5 separate regions of the Mus musculus genome follow, and all the other regions are linked to region 5. A link is a contact called in public HiCAR-type, HiChIP or PLAC-seq and promoter capture Hi-C data. All regions are on one chromosome and are shown on one strand. The core of a region is the stretch at or near the end of the contact, and the rest is flanking DNA. Distances in the headings are between cores, read along the strand shown. Region 1 holds the start of Uso1 (USO1 vesicle docking factor). Region 2 holds the start of Cdkl2 (cyclin-dependent kinase-like 2 (CDC2-related kinase)). Region 3 holds the start of G3bp2 (GTPase activating protein (SH3 domain) binding protein 2). Region 4 holds the start of Cxcl2 (chemokine (C-X-C motif) ligand 2). Region 5 holds the start of Parm1 (prostate androgen-regulated mucin-like protein 1).

Evidence for each region. Promoter capture Hi-C pulls out the DNA fragments that hold promoters and counts their contacts. HiCAR-type assays count read pairs that join an accessible place to other places. HiChIP or PLAC-seq counts read pairs in DNA pulled down with a chosen protein or histone mark.
Region 1: a contact with region 5 is called in a HiCAR-type map of astrocytes, with 4 times the contacts expected there. The contact joins the promoter of Uso1 here to the promoter of Parm1 in region 5. A contact is called at or near these places in 11 of 39 promoter capture datasets (the 3T3-L1 cell line, cranial neural crest, frontonasal cranial neural crest and 6 more), 5 of 484 Hi-C or Micro-C datasets (embryonic stem cells, liver, muscle stem cells and 1 more) and 5 of 115 datasets of contacts at active chromatin or transcription factors (astrocytes, embryonic basal ganglia, embryonic limb bud and 2 more).
Region 2: a FOXA1 HiChIP or PLAC-seq map of pancreatic cancer cells shows a contact between it and region 5. The contact joins the promoter of Cdkl2 here to the promoter of Parm1 in region 5. A contact is called at or near these places in 21 of 39 promoter capture datasets (the 3T3-L1 cell line, 3T3-L1-derived adipocytes, the HPC-7 cell line and 13 more), 6 of 484 Hi-C or Micro-C datasets (Sertoli cells, embryonic fibroblasts, embryonic stem cells and 2 more), 11 of 115 datasets of contacts at active chromatin or transcription factors (astrocytes, bone marrow-derived macrophages, cardiomyocytes and 6 more) and 2 of 9 other capture datasets (embryonic stem cells and pancreatic islet).
Region 3: a contact with region 5 is called in a HiCAR-type map of astrocytes, with 5 times the contacts expected there. The contact joins the promoter of G3bp2 here to the promoter of Parm1 in region 5. A contact is called at or near these places in 20 of 39 promoter capture datasets (the 3T3-L1 cell line, 3T3-L1-derived adipocytes, the HPC-7 cell line and 13 more), 4 of 115 datasets of contacts at active chromatin or transcription factors (astrocytes, embryonic midbrain, kidney and 1 more) and 1 of 9 other capture datasets (pancreatic islet).
Region 4: a contact with region 5 is called in a promoter capture Hi-C map of liver, with 2.2 times the contacts expected there. The contact joins the promoter of Cxcl2 here to the promoter of Parm1 in region 5. A contact is called at or near these places in 2 of 39 promoter capture datasets (both in liver) and 1 of 9 other capture datasets (liver).

The regions. Positions count from the first base shown.
Region 1 is chr5:92,136,410-92,140,287 of GRCm38.p6, reverse strand. Uso1 (USO1 vesicle docking factor) reads right to left here and starts at 2,350. Exons shown (of 24, transcript NM_019490.1): 1 at 2,125-2,350. The coding sequence starts at 2,190. It also overlaps a transcript of G3bp2 not described here and the pseudogene Gm15710.
Region 2 is chr5:92,041,365-92,045,299 of GRCm38.p6, reverse strand. It overlaps Cdkl2 (cyclin-dependent kinase-like 2 (CDC2-related kinase)), which reads left to right and starts at 2,258. Exons shown (of 14, transcript NM_016912.2): 1 at 2,258-2,501.
Region 3 is chr5:92,082,092-92,086,191 of GRCm38.p6, reverse strand. It overlaps G3bp2 (GTPase activating protein (SH3 domain) binding protein 2), which reads left to right and starts at 2,448. Exons shown (of 11, transcript NM_001080795.2): 1 at 2,448-2,663. Gm46933 reads right to left here. Exons shown (of 2, transcript XM_017321256.1): 2 at 2,027-3,320. The coding sequence ends at 2,619.
Region 4 is chr5:90,901,880-90,905,938 of GRCm38.p6, reverse strand. It overlaps Cxcl2 (chemokine (C-X-C motif) ligand 2), which reads right to left and starts at 2,040. Exons shown (of 4, transcript NM_009140.2): 1 at 1,916-2,040; 2 at 1,700-1,823; 3 at 1,499-1,582; 4 at 1-750. The coding sequence starts at 1,994. The coding sequence ends at 735.
Region 5 is chr5:91,515,646-91,519,660 of GRCm38.p6, reverse strand. It overlaps Parm1 (prostate androgen-regulated mucin-like protein 1), which reads right to left and starts at 1,961. Exons shown (of 4, transcript NM_145562.2): 1 at 1,704-1,961. The coding sequence starts at 1,746.

The sequences.
Region 1 (3,878 bases), core at 1,101-3,600, 620 kb before region 5:
GTTGGAGAGTTGCAATAAATTTTCCATAAAGCAAAAAAAAAAAAAAAAAAAAAAAAAAGAACCTAGGTCGTGGATGATTATATAGTAGATGCTCAAAGCCTTGGCTAGTCAAGCACGTAGGCCAAATCAAATATGGACAATTAAAGCACCTAATAGTACACCATGCACTCCACTGAGGCTCTATAAATCCATGTCAACTAGTGGCCCGTGAGCCCTGCTGGACTTCCCGACAGACTCAGAACTAACTTTGATCATACAGTAACTCAGTGACCTCGGTCCTCAAAAGACAGACTACTGATTCAGTTCTCAGAGCCAGTGAAGTAAAAGGGCATCCCTCTCGTCTCTCTTTACATGTTCACCACGGTGACACTGGGCATCAGTATAAAGTCATGATGTAAAACTATGATACTGATCCATGCACACTGAACCAAGCATCCCAGCTCCAGCTCCGCAGTACCAACTGCACAAGTCACTTTGCTGAGCGGAGAGTGAGGAGGCTTGACCTCTCGCTGCTCCAGGAGCCTCAGCTTCAAATTCCTCTAACGCTGAAGAACGCATCACCTCTTCCACAGAGGTCACTGTGACAAGGCCGAAGGATCATCTCAGCCTAACCTACTAGAGTCAAGTCCATCCTTTCCTGAGCATCTACTAAGGGCTGCACTTTCATGTTTCTCAACTTTAAAGACTCATTACAGCCACAGGAGCCAGCACTTTTTACTTAGAAAGCATTAGCCTTCCCAGATCTGTCCAAGTCAACCAAGCCTGGAAGCCTGGATTCAAATCAAGGTCTCATTTCAAAGCCAGCTCTTAATTTGTGTGTCTCTGACAGACAAACATCAGACAAAACACAGAAAGGTTAAAGAGATGGGCTGTGACTGTGGTGAGCTAAAGTCCCTGGCTTTCCAATAACAGCAGCCTTGTTGCCATGTGGGGAGGAACAAGGGAAGCCAGGTATTGGGGGAAGAGGAGATCTGATTTTCAAAAACAACACATGTGACAGCCTTCAGCTCCGTTGTAACCTGGTGGGAAGTCTGGCTCAGTGGCAGAATGCTTGCCCTCCATGTAATCAGGCCCTGGATTCAGTCCTAGGCCTCCTCCATCTCCCTCAGTACTAACTACATGCGTAAACTACACTAACTACATTAGTACACTACATTCGTTAGTTAACGTAATCCTAACTTAATTAATGTGGGTAATCTTATTTCCAAAAGGGCCAGCTAACAACTGAAACCCGGGATCAGCAATCAAGTCTAAGCTTAGCAGAAAGCTTAGTTTCTTAGTTTCCCCCGTAGTAAATTCTAGCTCCAAGATTCTGGTCAAGTTACTTTAATTCTCTCTTCATTAGTAAAGACTCCATCCTATCTTGCAGGTCCTATTTTATGACCCTTCTGAATCCACAAAACAGAGCTATGACAACTACCCAAAGTTTGTCTTTAAAATGTCACACGCGGTTTTTTTTTTTTTCTGTATATCTAAATTCATTTTTCTCAGGTAAGCCATCCACAGCAGTTTCCAATTGGCTCTGCAAACTTCCCAGGAAGTGTATCCTAAACATAAAATCAAATGCCGGTTTTCCATGTCTTAATAATTAAAAAAGAAAAACATTAACAAATCATGTCACCAATAGAGCAGAAGAGTCCCTAGAGTGGTTAGCGCGCAGATCACTACAGCGTGCAAGAGGAGTAAGTATTGCCCCATGACACATTTGGGTGAACCTGAAAAGTAGGGTCTGAACCACCAACCCTAGGCAAACGCCCATTCTTACAGCTGATGGGGCAGGAACAGGTGGCATTGTGCCCCAAGAATATCGTTTTATTCTTAGCCACAAGCCTTCGCCAACAGCTGGGTCTTAACTTCCTTCCAGCCCCGTAGAGCCGGGTTTCAGCCGGCACCGAGGCTGGCCGGCCGACAGGTTAAAGGGAAGGAGGGAGGGGCCGCGCGGTCCGTCGCCGTGCCGGGTCCCCGAAGCCCTCCTGTCACCACGGCCCGGGCTGCACCGCCGCGTGGGGAGCTCGCGCGTCCGAGCAGGGGGAAGGAAAGAAGGCAGGCGACGGGAGCGGCGTAGACGCCCCGATCTCACCCACCCAGCCCGGCCCCAGCCCGGCCCGGCGACGCTGCGCTCACCGTCTCGGCTTCAGTGTGCTGGGGTCCGGCACTCTGACCCCCCATCACCCCACGGAGGAAATTCATCTTGTCGCTCAGCCGCCGGCTTCACCAGCCCCTCTGCCAAAGAAAACACGACCGCCCCCCGCCCCCCGTAGGGCCTAGCCCCCGAGCCGGCTCTCCGCACTCCCCGGCCTCCGCCACCGCCGCCTCCTACTCAGCAGCCTCTCCGGCCCCCCGAGCCCGGAAACAGCCGCGGACACCAGCCGCGGTGCGCATGCGCGGGGACGTGGCGTTACGTGGCGGCTCGAAGGGCGAAGGCAAAAGGGGAGAGGAGGGAGCCCCGGGCCGCAGGCCACGCCCACCTGCCCGGCCCCACAGGCCACGCCTACCAGCAGGCCTCCCACCACTTGGGCACGCCCCCTCCTCCTCCTTGCGCTGCTTGCTGCTGCTGGCCGCGGTCACCCACGTGGTCGCAGCCCTGCCCAGTCGGCTCCCGAGGCTCTGATTAGACTAGGAGCATCGGCTGGTAGGTGTTTTGTCGCCGAGAGCGGGACGGACTGCAAGCTGTCAAACCTGAGGGTTTATTTTTGTTGAGTCGAAAGTGAAATTTTCCTTTGGCCGGCGTGACAGGTAAGGGGGAGAAGGGTGTCCTGTCCCCTGGAAGATTCGTATGGTTCTTTCGGTTAAGCGGTACGAGCGAGGTGGCCTTTTGATCCTCGCAAATTGCATTTCTACCCAGGGCTTTGTTTGGTGGTAAAGGGGGTGCTAGAGACCCCTCATTCCACTACCACTCGAGGGCGCGTTTCTAAGTTCTTGCTCCTCAGCCCCGCTAAAAAGAATTCCTTGATCTAAACACCAGGTTCTCCGCTCATTTTCAAGTGTGAGAAGTAACCCCCTTCGTTTATCTCTAATAAGAGGTTGGAAATAAATTGTTCCATTGTGTCATTTTGGTAGCATAATGCCCCCCTTTTTAAAATTAATTCTTAATTTCTACGTTTTCAATGGTTTTAGCAAGCAGAATGTCATATTTCCAAATCGCTATACTTGTTCTTTCCAAATGAGGCTGCCAGGTACACATGGTTTTGCAAATTTCTTGACTCTGAAAGGGAGTCTAGTAAACCAACTGACTCATGCCTCTCTTGGTTTCAATTCCCCATAGGTCTCAGATGTGACGATTAAGACCTATGTCTCCCCCAGACTCCCTCTAAAAAGAAATCAGTATGCTTCCACGGTGTGCCCTAGCGTGCTCAGTAGTACCTCTACCCAAATAATCCCCTAGTCTGTAAGGAGGAATCCGAAGACTCCGGCTTTCCTCCTTCACCTGTCCAATGTTGAGTGTATGGTGTGCAGGAATATTTCTCAGATTCTTCCACACTGAGATTACAGCAGTAGGCTCCTAACTAGTTTGTCTACATCCAGCCCTGGCTTCCCACAGTACACCCTTGGGTGAGCCCAAGAGGAAGTATGTCAGTCCTCTTGTTAGAATCCTCCAGTGGTTCCCCGGTTTATATAATGACATCCAAACTCCTTAGTTTGGCAGACACACCTGTTAGGGTTGAAGCGCCAGTGTCCCTCAAATACTCAACATGTTTCTCTTGCTTTAGTATGCCCTTTCCCTCTTTGTGGGGCAGATTCCTGCTAGTTCCTTAAGCCTCCACTTCAGCGTCTCAGGAGAGAGTACCTTGAAATCAAGATGCAGATTCTTTGCGCTGTCACTTTGCCGCCGACACTGAATTCAAACTTGATAAGCCAAATCTGATGACCCGGCCATT
Region 2 (3,935 bases), core at 1,009-3,508, 530 kb before region 5:
TTTTGGTTTTTCGAGACAGGGTTTCTCTGTGTAGCCCTGGCTGTCCTGGAACTCACTTTGTAGACCAGGCTGGCCTCGAACTCAGAAATCCGCCTGCCTCTGCCTCCCGAGTGCTGGGATTAAAGGCGTGCGCCACCATGCCTGGCCTTTCCACCATTCTTGATTCCTTACCTCCTGTGTTTAATCACCAGGTATTATATTCCTCATTTTCTCCATTCTTGCCCTGGAACTTGGCATCCTGTATGAAACAAGGTCCATTTCCACTGTAGATTCATGGTGCACAGATTCAGTTGGCACACTAAACGTTTTATTCTGTTCCTATTGAATTGAAACTTGTCATAACTACCTACCTTTAGGAGTTTAAACTTACTATTTTCTTGAGCCTCAATCTGACCAGTATGTTTGTTGTTTTGTTTGGGGCAGGGTCTCAATATATAGCTCTGGCTGGCTTGGAACCTGCAGTATAGTCTAGGCTGGCCTTGAACTCAAGACATATGCTTGCTGGGGACTAAAGTTTTCACTACGTGCCAGGCTGACCAGTATGGTTTAATAGAAAAATGAAATTTACTAAAGATTTAGGCTAGGTAATGTGCATGTTTTCTCTCCTTGAATTCTTCTGGACTAATAAACCCTTACACTTAGTATTTCAGGAATTACTGATGCTGCCTCCTTCCCTACCATTTTTCTCTGCCAGTTATTTTATGGTTCAAGAAGAAAACAGCAATCCTAGTTGTTCTACATAACATCTATCTCCTTCCTCTTCAGTAATCGGATGACAGACAGAATAATCTTCCTCCCCCTTCCCTTCTTCATGGTGCCTCACAGAGGCTAGGTCTTGAGCTTGGTCAGTAGCTGAGAGAGACCTGACTTTGCGGCACTCCTGCTCCCTACCTCCGAGGGCTGAGATTAGAGGGCTGTGCCACAACCATCATGCCTTAGTGTATAAATTGTTGGATGTGGGGCCCAGGGCTTTGTGCAGTCCAAGCAAGCATGCCATCACTGAACTACCCTATTTCCCAAAGGAACTTGTACTTCTTGACTACCCTCTAGTTCCTTTACAGTTATTTCCAACTTTTAAATATTTTCTCAAGCAACACCTGTTCACCATTTTTATAGCCTTTGTCCTTTCAGTTCCCATGTATACCACTAATTTTGCTACTCAACTGTTTATTTTTTGTAAAACTGGAAAAAAGTAAAATATGAGGTTCCCACCCTAATAAACCTGTTTGTACATAAAAGTTCACATGAATGTCTAGAGAGATGGCTCAGTGGCCAAGCACACCTGTCACTCTTCCTGAGGACCCACGGCAATCAGAAACCAACTGTAACTCCAGTTCCAGGGGGTCTTGACGCCCTCTTTTACCTCTGTGGGCACCAAGCACGCTCACAGTGCACAGACATACAAGCAGGCAGAACACTCATAAATATTTTTCTATTTAAACCTCATGGGGTTTGTTACAATCTAGAGTAAAGCGATGGGAATTATCTTCAAGTTGGTCACAGCTCATTGCTACATTATAACTCACATCTTGGGTTATCCAAAAACAACCCCCCCCCAAAAAAACAAAACAAAACAAAACAAAACAAAAAAACCAAAAACCCATACCCTGTTTCCAGAGGTGGTTCTCAAAATTGTAGGTTCGGGAACTCGATTTTAAGCAGTTTGGTGAATGATGGTAACTGAGCACCGGGAGATTAATGCAGTACCGAACTAAGAAAAATTATAAAACAATTGCTCTTACACCTTACTATGCAAGAATAACCCCTGGGTGCTGGCTAGGCATATACGTGTCTGTTATCAAGGATACTTTCCTGGATCGAGCTATTAAAAAAAAAAACATATTTAGTTGAGTACAAATTGTGTGGCTATAGGTGAATACAAGTAAAACTATTTGGCCTTACAATCTCAGTCCCTTAATAAGGAGGGATAAAGCATTTCCCGGCTTCTCGTACGACGTCAGCATATGCTTGGTAATGGTCTTCCGATCTTGCCCTGTCGTGGCTAATCTAGTCTTCAAGCTGAAGGCAAGCTTTAAGCTCCAGCTTGCGCCGCTTGCAGTCAGCACCTACCTTTCTTGCTTTCTGGTCCTCTCTGGGCTCCACCCCAAATCTTTCCCTACCAGGCTGGCGTCCCAGGGTCCTTTTTCCTGTCAGGTCTGTCAACAGATCTCATCCCACCAATTTCGGCTAAATAAACTACTAGGCTCTTCCGGTCCACCGCCCGGAACCGAAAGGAAGCGAGGAATCGCGGCTGGGCGGAACCTCCCCGGGTGGGGCCCGCGCCCCGCAGCGCCCCGCCGCGCCGCGGGCGGGCAAGCTGGGAAATCTCATGGTCTCCTCAGTCCCAGCGAACCGTCACCTTGGCTCTCCTCGTGGCCACTGGGGCAACCTGCGGTCCCCTGAGAGCAGAGGTCTCCTGGCGCCGGCAGAAAGGTCCCTACAAACTTAAGACCGTAGGTGTGGGGACGAGGCCGTCAGCTGAGCGAACCTGCGAGCTCCAGGTGAAGGGGCGGGGCGGGGTGGCACAGAGCCAATCACAACGCCTGACGACAGGCCTCAGCCAATCAGGATCAGGGAGGCTCCGCCGTAGGCGGGGCGGGACCAGGCGGGTGAGAGCCGCCCCTTGCAGCTAGGGTGGCCAACGCCTTCGCCTAGGGCTACTTGGCGAGGTGCTGCTTCCCTGAGCTGAGCGACCCGAGGGCTTTCGGCCGGCGGTGCTCTGTTTTCCTCAGTTCGTTTCTCTGCAGCTGTTGTCCTTGACAGGTGCTTGTGTCTTTGCCTGTCGCAGACGCATTCTGACTCGGGCCCTTTCTCTCTCTCTGGAGACTGCCTATGGCTGGGGACCGAGTGAGGTCGTTGCCTTGACGACGGCAGCATGCGGCCCGTAGTCCTCGGAAGTGTGAGCTTGCGGAGGGCAGAAGCCAATCTGCCTCCCTGCCTGCTTCACCTAGGACCGGTAATTGCGTCCGCAGAGGAAATCCCAATACTGGGATTGCTAGTGTGCTAGCTAGTCAGCATCTTTTTAGATCTGCTAGCGAGATGCATATCACCTTAAATTTGTTTCCAAGTTGAAAACCTTTGGCTCTTTCCATGTGAAGGGTTTGGAAGAAATAGTAAGTATAATACTTTGTAAAAACCCAGTTATTTCGTTCTTTTATGTATAAGAAATTTCAGTTTGATTTTAACCAAAGAACATTGGTAGTATTTGAACAGTATGCTTGTATGGCACATATCCTAAATTATTATAGTGCCATCGCACCAGACTTCTTTTTTGTATGCCACGTGCTACCCATAGATTTAAGAGTGAGAAGGCAAGAAACTGATGGGTTATAAGTTACTGAGGAAACAAGGCATATTTTAGGCCATGATATTCTTAAGGTATTTTAGACAGTCCCACTTGAACAAGTAGGTGTGCTCTATGTAGTGTGTCTACATGGTTGGGAAAATAAATTTGGATTAGTTCACTTGTATAATACTAGGTTATAATATGTTTCAGAACCTTTTAGACATGATTAAGGTCATTTTTATTTGGTTCATTTTGCATCTTTAAATATCTAGGATGCCAATTACAATATGTTTAAAAACGATCTAGGCTATAGATTCCAGCTATTTGTATTATTTTCACTAGCCTAAAGCTTACTCCTTTACAATATATACTTAAGGGAAGGTTAAAAACTATGCCAGTTAGAATCACACTGAAGGTTTTTCCAAATGTAAATTTTTTATTATAAAAGTAATTAAAGGTAAAAAGAAGTTAAAATGTGAACTATATGGGAAGTCAGTGCCTATGACACTGTAAATAGTTTTAAGTAGAATCTAATACCCAAAGTGGTAATAAGATAGTGAAGAGTTTTGAATTTGATTTTAATTAGGATTCTTTTCATTCTCTCCATCTTCTCTTTTCTGTGTTGATCTCCATTTACACTGTGCAAATA
Region 3 (4,100 bases), core at 1,199-3,698, 570 kb before region 5:
CTACTACAGCAGGAGAAACAGTGCTGTGTCTAATCCAGAATGAATTCGGATAGAGGGAGCTGACACTTACTGACAATTGGCTGTGTGATCTGATAAAAGAAAGGGTGAGGTCAAGGGTCACACTCAGGGTTTTGGCTTGAGCCACTTGACTGAATATCACTCACACTGGCCTCCTTGCTTGGTCCATGGGGACAGTGGTTGCTTCACAGTGGTTATTTTGAAAGGCAGAGAGATTAACTAGGCTGTTACTTCATCATGGAAAGATGAAACCAGCCTGACCCCGTGCAAAGCTGACGGTATTCAGAGAACAGACGAGAGACATTTAGGAAATAAGAAATGCTAGTTGCTTGTGGGAATTAGTTAATTTACTAAAATTGAGTCTCTCTTTTTTTTTTTAAACAAGTAACATTAATTGGTATGTCTTAGTGGCAGGGATTGCCTGAGGCCTGCTTTTGTTAGTCCTGGGGCTAAGCTTAGAATTATTCTTATGCTTTGAAGGATTATAAAAGGAGGAGATTGAAGAAGATACTTGCTGTTCCTTCAGTGACATTTGCTGCCCTCTGTCTTAGGGGTGGTAGAATGGTTTCCCAGAGCAGCTCTATGATCCCTTGGTACTTGTGGGATGTGCCTGTTCTCAGCCCTCAGCACACATCTGCAGAATCACAAACGCTGAGGGGAGTTTTAACAAACCCCGATCTGATCCCATGCACAGCAAGGCCTGGAGACACACCTTATCTCAGGTTACAGGATGAAGAATACTTACAAAAACACTGCATGGAGCCCAGCATGGTATCACACATGACCCGTCTGGTCTACAGAGTGACTTCCAAGATAGCCAGAGCCACACTGAGAAACTTGGTCTTGAAATATCCAAAACAAACCAGAAGCATTCGATGTGATTGGAAACAGTTGAAATTTTAGCAGTCAATAGTAGCAGCATTCTGTCGTTTACAATTAGGGGTGTGGGGTATGGATGCAGAGTGCTTGTGTTAACATGAGTAGTCCTTGTTTGTTTGAGTATTATCGAGAGAGTCTCCTTATGTACCCCTGGCTGACTTAGAATCTGCTTCGTAGACCAGGTCAGCCTAGACCTTGTGATCTTCCTGCCTCTGCTTCCCAGGTGCTGGGATTAGAGGTATGTAGCCCCGAGCCTGGCTGAGATGAGTAATACGAGCGTGTCCTTAGGGTAAACCGTCTCGTAAGTCTCACTTTCCTCATCTGTAAAGTGTGCATTCAAATAGGTAATTACGTAAGTGGGTTTTTGTGAGACATAAGTGACTTTTATAAAATACCAGTAGCGTATCTGGTCTATAAACACTGTACTTAAAAGGTAATCTGCAGAAGTAATGCATTAAGAAAAACCATCTCAGAGTCATTTAATAAATGATGGTCTGCCTATATATTTTGCATATAAAAATTATTAAGCAATCCAAAATAATGCCAGTGTAGATTTTGGAGGCTCAAGTACCAATCAGCATTGCCTTTTGTGAACCTTTTTTTTTTCTTCTTCTAGGAAATCTCTACTGTGAGGGAAAACTGAGGATGTATTTAATCCTGCATTTTGCTTGATTAAAATGTGTTCTATTCCTCTCAATTGCCCTTCCGTTCCTTTCACCGTTTCATAGCTTCATTCCCAGTTTCTTCTGCTATCTTGAAATTGAAAACATTGCTATTAGTGGCAAAGTAACATTTGGTCTACAAAGGCTTTTTTTTCCCCATGAATCAAGGTTCATGAAGCAGTGTTGTTTCCATAACTAAGTCCCAGTGGCATAGATTTATAAGTGGCTTTTTTTTTCTTTTTTAAATTTTAAGCCTTTCAGCCTTTGTTCCAGTAAGTTCCATTTAAGGATGAAGCCACCAAGGCCATACAAAAGCCCCAAGCCCATACAGCCTATGTCATACTTTCCCCATACTCCATAGCTCGGCACCCTTATTTAAAACTAGCTGTTTGACATTGATGAGAAAGACTTTTAAACCTCCATTTCCTAAAACAGGCTAATTAAGCAATACAGGTGAGCTCACTGTGCAGAGTTCAAAACTGCATTTTAATGCTCCGATAACGCAGCAACCAGGACCATTACTAAATTTGCTCCCTCTTATCACGAATAAAGGCTCCAGGAATAACCGTTTGTAAAAGCCACTGGTTAGCGGCGAGCCATCTTTTTTGTTCGCGCCACCTGAGAGGACAGGGAGGCTTCAGCATCACTGCAAGAGAAAGGCAGCTTCCTTGTGACGTCAAATCAGCGGGCTCTCGCCCCGACTTTAGGCCGGTTCCGGTTCCCTGGCTTTCCGGACGCCCGAGCGAGCGAGCGAGCGAGCGCGGCGCCGTTCTGCGCGTGCTCCGCAGTGGGACGCGAGAAGGTTGGGTCTAGCTCTCCAAACTGATGCCTGATTGGCTGGCGCTGTGCTGGGGGGTTCCCTAGCCCTTTCCGCAGGGGTAAAACAATAAGAGGGGGCGGCGGCAAAGGGGGCGGGACGTCCGTGTTCTTGGAGCTCGTTGCAGCTCTAGGCTCTCGGGAAGAGGTGGCTGTGAGGGGCCCCGAGCTCGCGGCTCTCCGGATTCCGAAGCCTCGGGTTGCTTCGAGGGAGGAGAATCTGCTGCGGCCGATCCCGCGACACTACTGACCTCCGCGCGACGTGCCCGCCGCCGCTGTTGGTTGGAGGTGTGTACGGGGGCCGAGAGGGGCGGTCGGTGTGGTGGTCGGCAGGGGACATTTCCCTCCGCTCCGCGGCTCGCGGCAACCGTCCGGTGTGTGCGCTTGGTGTCGGGGTTGGTGCGGCGGAAACATTGTTCTCGCCGGCTGCCTACGCCAGCAAGAGTGCGTGCGTGCGTGCAGAGCCGAGCCTTTCCTGCAAGGTGAGCGGAAGGCTGCGTGGGGAGGAGGATGACCTGCGCGCGTGGTGCAGAGGAGGGCACAGGTGGGGCTGGGGATTGCTAGGATGAAGCAGCCCGGGGGTACCCTGTCCGCCGCCAGCTCCCAGAGCGCGCCAACGGGCGCCAAGCCGCGAAGCGGGGCAGTGGGCTCCTGCAGAGGCGGTTTCAGGGTAGGAAGCCCACCCGCCTGGTTCCTCCGCTCGCCGGCGGCCCTAGTTCCCGGTCGTCGCCCCGCCCGTGGGGGAGGGGAAGGAGGCCGTGTCGGCGGAGGCAGAAGCAACGCAGATGCGAAAGTAGCGGCCTCCGGGCACCATTTCTGTGCCCGGAAACTGAATCCGGGGTTGAAGGTGGCCGCCGCTCCACTTGCCGGGTGCTCGGCGTTTCCCCCCGCCCTCCCCGGATTATCCCGAACGTGTTCGGATACTGGGACTGTAACGTGCGTCTCCTACGTCCTTTTTCTGCAGACAATCTCTCCTGTTACCCAGGAATAAAAAGGACGTTTCAGTGCTTTGGGAATGGGCTTTTCTCCCCCTGCTATTCTTTGGGGTAGGACAAGGGGAGAAGAACGTAAGTTTCCCTAAATGGTGTGGATTTCGTTAGTGGAGTCTGATTGAGGTTTTCCTGCGTCTCTAAGGGCAGATTTATTTAGGTACCCCTGTGGTGCTTTGGGGGGGGGGGGGGGCTGTAGGGTCGTGTTCACAATTTCTACTCCCAAGATATAACTAGTTTTAAACCAAAGCACAAAAAACATTGAGGAGATGCCTTTTGCTTCTTAAAAACAAAACACGTGCAGCAAATCTGAATCAAGGAAAATTGCCCCCTTCTCTCCGGGTGTGATTGTTGTGCAGTTGATTAGCTTAAGGTTTCTGGTTTTTAGATTCTAGACACTATACCTCGCTTGTTCCAAGTACCTAGGCAGGGGAACCATTAGCTGCAGTTTAAAAGGATGCACTAATTCTAAGTGAGGATAGTAATTTCTTGTCCCAATTCCATATTTGGCAGTTATTGTAGCCCTAGGCATGTGAACCAAACTTTGAGTAAACACTTGATTTAGCGAAATTCAGTGATCCCTTTATGGTCTTTAGGTTTGGACCCAGTGTCCCACCACTCTGGAGTTAGAGGCAGGTGGTCTTTTGAGTTCGAGGCCAGCCTGGTCTACATACTTCCACAGGACAGCCAGGGCTACTCAGTGAGATACTGACTCAAAAAAATGGGGGAGGGGGAG
Region 4 (4,059 bases), core at 791-3,290, 610 kb after region 5:
AACAGACGTTTTTATTTTTTGTTATTTGTAAAAATACATGAATAAATAAATGTGTCCACTTCAAGACACGAAAAGGCATGACAAAACAATTGCTAAGCAAGGCACTGTGCCTTACGAGGAAGACATAAAATGTCCAAGGGTTACTCACAACATTACATTGAAATCCAGCATCAAAAATGTTGTACATACAGTTTACAAACACTGAAACCTAAATAACAGCTGTTCTACTCTCCTCGGTGCTTACAAAAAAATGATGTGAACATGCACACTCCTTCCATGAAAGCCATCCGACTGCATCTATTTGTCCCCACCCCCACCCCTTATCCCCAGTCTCTTTCACTGTGTGGGTGGGATGTAGCTAGTTCCCAACTCACCCTCTCCCCAGAAACTAATGAATAAATAGGTTTAAAAATTTATCACCTTCCAACTATATAAGTTAAATAACTTTAATTGAACACATTAAACATTATTAAAATAAACTTTAACATATTAAAATGACCTTTTAAGATATTACAGTGAATTAGCGAATGCATATCTTTAAATATCAAAATAAACATAACAACATCTGGGCAATGGAATTAATAAATAAATAAATACATAGATAAATAAATAAGTGAACTCTCAGACAGCGAGGCACATCAGGTACGATCCAGGCTTCCCGGGTGCTGTTTGTTTTTTTCTTTCTCTTTGGTTCTTCCGTTGAGGGACAGCAGCCCAGGCTCCTCCTTTCCAGGTCAGTTAGCCTTGCCTCTGTGATGAGAAAATGGTTGCTGTTAGTGGGTATCTTAAAGGCGGGTTGCAGAGCCCCCTTCTTTTGACTTCATCCTGGACCTTGGTTTACTCTCCAAACGAAACCATCTCTAGCCTCCACAAGGGACCTGCTACCTATTGCTGGACTTTCCAGCAATAAACACTCTGGGCGCTTTGAAACTAGAATAGTAGAGCTGGCGTTACAATTGTACCAGCTTGAACCTTTCCAAATGATGTTAAGAGTAAAAATGTCAAGGCATGACTTCGCGTACGTTGTAAACAAGAACAATACCTATTGCTTTTTCACTGAACTCAGTCAGGATAAGAGCGAGAGCCTACACCTGAATTTCAAGCCTCTCACTGGAAACCCCAGCTCTTCTTCATCGGGAAGCCTTAGAGGCTCACCTTGACCAAAACCAAGAGTTAGACTTTACAGCCCACAGACATGGAAAGGGCAGGGGTAAAGTATTGAATCTTAATAGATAACAGGCTTTACACCAGCGCTAGTTGGTTCTATCTACTTAATTCTTAGGGACACACAGCGACCATCCATTAAGGAAGGACTTTTACGTGTGTAGATGAAAGGAGCTAGTCGTACCCTTCTATCAATTCAAACTGATGCTCACAGGACAAAGTTAACAATGAAAATAATAATTCAGGTTCCTGAACTGAAGTTAACCTTGATTTTCCCTGCTATAATTTTCAGAAATCGGGTGCCAGTCAGGTGTAAGCACAAATCGCGACTCACTTGTTCAGTATCTTTTGGATGATTTTCTGAACCAGGGGGGCTTCAGGGTCAAGGCAAACTTTTTGACCGCCCTTGAGAGTGGCTCTGCAGAGAGATGTGGGGATCATTATAAGGCACGAGGTTTCTTTAGGGTGAGCATGGGGCGGCAGGAGGGTCTGGGCAACTCTGGCCATGGCAGAGGCTATCCAGGGAGACACTCACATGACTTCTGTCTGGGCGCAGTGGGGTCCTGGGGGCGTCACACTCAAGCTCTGGATGTTCTTGAAGTCAACCCTTGGCAGGGTCTTCAGGCATTGACAGCGCAGTTCACTGGCCACAACAGCCCCTGTAGGAGAAGACACTGGGTCAGAAGGGCTGGGGATGGCTGCGCCCACCTGAGGCTTCCCCAGAAACATCAGCCTCGAATCCGAATCCCACCTGTAGCCTGGTGGTTGGTGGCCAGCAGCAGCAGCAGGACCAGTGCAGCACTGAGGAGCCGGCAGGTGGGAGGGGCCATGGCGCTAGGCTGAAGTGTGGCTGGAGTCTGGAGTGCCCGAGGAAGCTTGTTGGAGGCACTGAGGCGCAGTCTGGGGCTCTGAGGTCCCGAGAGCTCCTTTTATGCACGATGTCTGGAAAAGCCCGGGGACCAGGGAAATTCCCTGAGCTCAGGGTCCCCTCATCAGGAAGCACAGAGCCCCGCCCCTAAGCTGAGTGGGTTGGGGACACGCGCGCGTGAGCTGCCTGCCTCATTCTACTGCCCTGCCCTTCCACTATGGGACCCTGGGATGTCCTTCCCCAAATCCTCAAAAGGAAGGAAGTGATGTCTGCGCTGAAGTGACCACCTGCTAGAGGACAGTGGTTACTGAGCTATGTCATCAGTGGAGACCTAACAGTTTGGGGAACTTTAGTCATTAGGACTGAAGAAATTAAGGTGTGTGTGTGTTCAAGCGTGAACGCGCGGGGGATGGGGGATTGCTTCTCTATTAGTTACATACTCATAGATAGTACTAGATGAAGATTTATTTACGTCTGCGTAAGTACACCGTTGAAATTTAGTCATCTCAGGCTGTACACAAGAGTGCATTGTTCCTGCGGTGTACTGAGCACGAGTAAATCACATTTTGTGTCATATCCTTCTACCCGACTTGGGGCCGTGGGGGGGGGGGGGGGAGATGTGTCAAAAGCTTAATTCATGTTTAACCTAGGACAAAGTGTTGTAATCTCATATAACTTCCTCTGTGAAATTCTGGAACTTCCGAGGCTCTTCCAGTGTGCTGGTGAGCACCACATCAGCTGTAAGAGATTTTCATGAATTCAAGAAACAGAGACTTGGTGGTCTCTCGGCGGTCTCCAGCTGCAGGAGGCAAGGGCTCTCCTGGGGACAGTCTACTCGCCAGTCAGTGCTGACACCTAGAGGAGGTAGCGCCCTTCACATGTCCGCTTCACAACAAACGTGTACCTGTATCTGTGAAATATTTAGATGCCAGATTTCAATCTCTCTCTCTCTCTCTCTCTCTCTCTCTCTCTCTCTCTCTCTCTCTCTCTCTCTCTCTCTCTCCCTTTGTTATCGAGGCAAATCTAGCCCCCCCCACACACACACTGTATACATCCATTCTTGTCCCAGTGATTTGATTTCTCCACTAGAGGATCATATTGAGCTTTCACTGATTGTGACAAACTATTGTAGCCCTCAGTTCTAGCCTTTGTCTTTCACTAGCTCATTTTTCTCACCCTGGGTTTTATTTCTTGGTCATCTAGAACACAAGTTGTAGATAGTTGTGGGTCTGAGTGCAGCTCTCTGAGAGCCATGTGGTCGTTTTACAGAGAAGCGTGTGAGAGGCAGGAGGATATTCAAAGCTGCCAGAGAGGAAATGCTGTGCCACTAGATACTGGGACATAGACACCCACCTGTGACCAATGTGCTAGCTTCTTATCTTTGAAATGCACCCAAATAACTGTCTCAAAATGTTCAGATGAATAAATGTTAATGTTTCTAAAAACTCACTGTATAAATGCTAAGGTAAAAAAAAAAAAACACAAAAACAAAATTTGTTTTTGCCTCCATATTACTAAAACAAGACTCACCTAAGAGTTAAAGCCACACACTCACACACACAAACACAAATAATTCTTGAAAAGCAAAACAATTTCCTATTCGTTTTTGCCCCCCACCCCCACCCCTTAGGAGATAATTTGGAGCAGGGATTGATGGCAAACACATTTAACCCTAGCCCTCGGCAGATAGAGGCGCCCAGATCTCTGTGAGCTCCAGGCGATGGGGGCTGTATAACGAAACTCTGTCTCAGGGGGAAAAAAGAATTTAGATGAGTCTCTTACCTAATTTAATTGGTTTATCAACTAAAACTACAAAATCTGAATGAACATACTCATCTCAATTACTAGTAAAATTTATAAAGAATTAGATGTTTCCTGAGATAAGTGATTCTTAGGTTTAGGAGAATTGTGGGGTTTTATTTATTTATTTATTTATTTATTTAATGTTTGTATCTCATGGCTCAACTTTGGCTTTCCTAATGTTTAAAATCGGTGAAGTGGCAGAACATCTGGGTGTTGTACTCCCA
Region 5 (4,015 bases), core at 712-3,211:
TGTCTCTCAGCAGAAAACAGCTGAACAGTAAGACTAGAGAATCAACCAATCAAGCATGCGCCAATCAGTCAATCAATCAATCAATCAATCAATCAGTCAGTCAGCTAGTCAGTAAATCATCTTATTCGAGCTTCTTGTTAGGATTAATCCGTTTTTGCTTTTGATTTGCCAGCTTTTGATTTTGAACAGAGATGTTCAAAAATATTAAGGAAATAAATAAATACATACATAAATACATAAATAAATGGATAAAGGGGCAAAATCAATTCAGCAAACAAAATCTATCCATTAGCCAAGTGCATGTTTTCTAGGCTTCCTGAATGGGTTCCCTTCCGCATCCGTTTGTAAACATCTATCCTTTGAGGACCAGGGAACTACCTTTGGCAGCAATCCAGCTGAGAAGGCTATTGCACTTTCATATCTAAGGGCTCCTCTCTCAAGAGGGCTGCGCCACGGAAGCCGAATGTTCCAGAAAGATCCGCAGGCAGGTCTCCAGACCTTGCAGATCCCGGAGCAGAAAGGTTCTCTCAGACATTAGCATGTAGGGAAAACACCATCAGGCTATTGGCTCAGCTGGGAAACTTTCCCATAAACTGTCTTATCCTCTGAGAGCCCCAGGGAAGCTTCTAGCTTCTTTTCAAGGAGTTGTGACTTTCCTTGAGTGGGGGTGGGGAGGCACATTTACAGGAACCCAGGCAATTCAAGAGGGGAAACACACGGACTAAAGCTTGAATCTCCAATCAGCTTGTACTAGGAGGCTTCGGGGCATTCTTGGATAAACAGACCGGACTACTCTCTTGGGTTACTCTCCCCCGCCCACCCTCAGACCCCGAGTATAGTCCCGAATCCATAGTCCTTATTGGGCTACGTTCTTCCTGGACAAAAACCTAGGTACCCAACTCCAGAAGGTGGTGCCTGGTTTCATCTCTGCAGCCCGCGGGTCGGCTTGGCTTGAATGCCCAAGGTCGTGGTTGCAAGTAGTCCCTAGACCCGGGTGAGATAGATAGACAGACCCGGATGGGGCAAAAGGGGGTGTGTATCCTACTTTTACCCAAGTTACTAGTTTCATACAGAGGGCCACAGTTTTGGAAGGCTCTTGGCCACAGTAGACCTGCAATCTTCAAACAATGATCATAAGCTTGACCCTAACCTGGGCCGCTGCCCCTGTGACTTGTTTGTGCCGCATCATCCCTGAGCCTAAGTAAAAGGGACGCCCGGAGTTCCAGAGACCTCTAAGTCCCAGAGCGCTAACCAGTCGGGTTGAGCGCACTCCATGATGAAGCCCTCCTAGCAGCAGCTTTGTCGGACCCCTGCCTGGCCTCTGTATCCCACGTCCGGACAAACCACTGGCAAGAAGTGATGTCTGGGGCTGTAGCAGGTGCTCCCCGGAGACCCCAGCAAAGGAGAAACCACAGAAACCTTTCCTCTCCGTGCGGAATTCTGTGTTCTAAGGCGCCAGCTAGCCGGCCACCTGTTTCACAGAGAACGAATTTGTGGGGGGCCCAGGATGCCACAGCAAAGACCCAGACGTCCCTCCCTTCCAGGACTGCCAAAACCGCACACCTCAAATCTAAGTGCGCACACCCCTGCAGACCTACCACCCTCCAGTGGTGGCTTATTTCTTGGTGTCGCCCCTCTTCCCATCAGCCGGACCCTGTGCTGCCTCCCCCATGCCCCGCTCTTCCTAGGACCGCGCCAAGTACCTGCGGTGAAGATGCAGAGGGCGATGAGCACCTTGCAGACCATATTACTCTGGTGCTCGGTACCGAGCTGGATGCGACTAGAGAAGAGTTTCCTGGGTCTGACCAAGTGCTTCGGGGCACCGGCAGCTCCTCTTCGGACCGGGTGGGCTACGGGAGGAGCGGGGACGCCAGGCGCGACGAGTCCAGGCAGCTTCGGTGTCTGGCGGCGCAAGGCGAAGTGGAGGTGGCGCGGAGAGTCAGCTGTGTGCCCTGCGGCGCCAGGCGCACTTCTGCTCCATCCCAGCTGCCTGAGCCCAGGGCCCGCCTGCGCCGTCGCCAAACCCCTCCCACCCGGCCCTCCTGCGAGGACAGGGCCACCCCCTGGCCTTCTCTCTCCTGGCGCACAGGTCCCAGGAGTCCCGGCCCAGAGCGGCCTCTGCTGGACAGCGGGAGCTAGACTTGAGCTTTTAGTGGATTCAGCCACAGCTCAGGGAGCTTTGCACTGTCCTGGAAGCTAAGGCAAAACAAAGTGTGAGTGGGTCCCTGCCGTTAGGTCGCTTATGAAAACTCCTTACCCTTAGAGAGGCGACCTCGAGGTCACCTCAGAGAATCAACACATTTCTTTCCAAGTATGGGATGAAGACCTTTTCCCTTCATTTCTGCAAACAGCCTTCTGTGTACATTAAACTCTCACCGCACTTCCTGGTGCCTATTCAACTTCCTAGCCAGAAGAAATACCACTATCAGGTGATATATATGATCCCCAGATAACTGAACCAGCCGTCTGATTAGTTACTATGCTAAAGTTCCTTCTACTAACCCAGAGACATAAACCTTACTATTTCCCAGGTAAGAAATCAAAGGCATTAGAAATTAAGGAATGTGTCATGTTCATATAGTTTGTAAGAATTGTTTGTACATCAGGCCTATGAAAACAATGTAATAATAATAATAAAATAAGTTTTATGTAATAATAATTAGTGCTAATAAACAATAATAACAGATAACAATAATTTCTGAGAAATGGCAATAGGCTATGTGTTGGACAATGTACATTCACATACTACCCAAGTCATTTACTTCCCGTAGTATCCTCATACAGGCAAGTATCCTCATTTTCTGGGTAGGAAGTAACTTTAAGTTTAAGTGCTTGCCCAGGCCTTATAGTTAGGGAAGGGTAATCAGATCTTTTTCACCGGGGGCTCCTTCTCCATATTGAATGCCTCCCCAAAGATCAGGGCTTCTCCAAAGTGGAGTCAGACCTGGCCTTTCATTTCATTCTTTTTGCGCCCCCTGCACCTCAGACATTCATAGTCCTCATACGGGCTGCATGCCACATCCTTCAGCTTGGTGCAGTCTGAACCTGGTGGCCCCTGGTCACTAGAGCTGACAGTTGTAAGAGAAAAGGGACCCTTCCTAAGGCATTGGAACATTTGGTGCCCTCAGCAGCTCTGCAGAACTGTTTTCCTGTCGTTTGGTGTGTCGTCTTCCATCTTGTAACAGGACCCGCTCTCTCTCAGCCTGGGTTCATCACTTTAGCAGCAGCCAGGCCAATTCTCAGCCTCACCTCGCCAGCACCACTCCCAGATCTTGGCAGTACTTTCGCAATAGACTACACTGGGCTCATAATTGTCCTTCTTCTCTATACATGTACTGATTCCTGTCGGTATAGGAAGCAAACGATACTGCAAGCAAAAGCTGAACTGCCTCTCCTGCTTCCCTGGTTAGAAGAACTGGCAGACGCAGAGTCTTAAACACATTCCCGGAAGCCTTCTGGCCTCATGTCCTTCCCGTGTCTAGCCAACCTGTGTGATTAGGAAGCTTGTGGACATCTGGGCTTTGCTTGTCACAGAGTCTGCAACCACACATGGATAGAGCTTGGTAGTGACACTCTTTAAGGCTGGTGCTCTTCTTTTTAATTTTTAAAAAAAAAGTTTATTTAATTTTTTTTATTCCCCTCCCAGCCCACCCTCTGACTGTGCCCCATCCCATACCTCCTCCCCATCCCCCTGTCTCCAGGAGGATGTCACCACCTCCCCCTCCCCTCCACCAGATCTCTAAACTCCCTGGGGCCTCCAGTCTCTTGAGAGTTAGGTGCATACAGTCCTCTGCTGTATACATGTTGGGTCCCTCATATCAGCTCATGTATGCTGCCTAGTTGGTGGTCCAGTGTCTGAGAGATCTCAGGGGTCCAGGTTAGTTGAGACTGCTGGTCTTCCTACAGGGTCGCCCTCCTTCTCAACTTCTTCCAGGCTTTCCCTAATTCAACCATAGGGGTCAGCAGCTTCTGTCCATTGGTTGGATGCAAATATCTGCATCTGACTCTTTTAGCT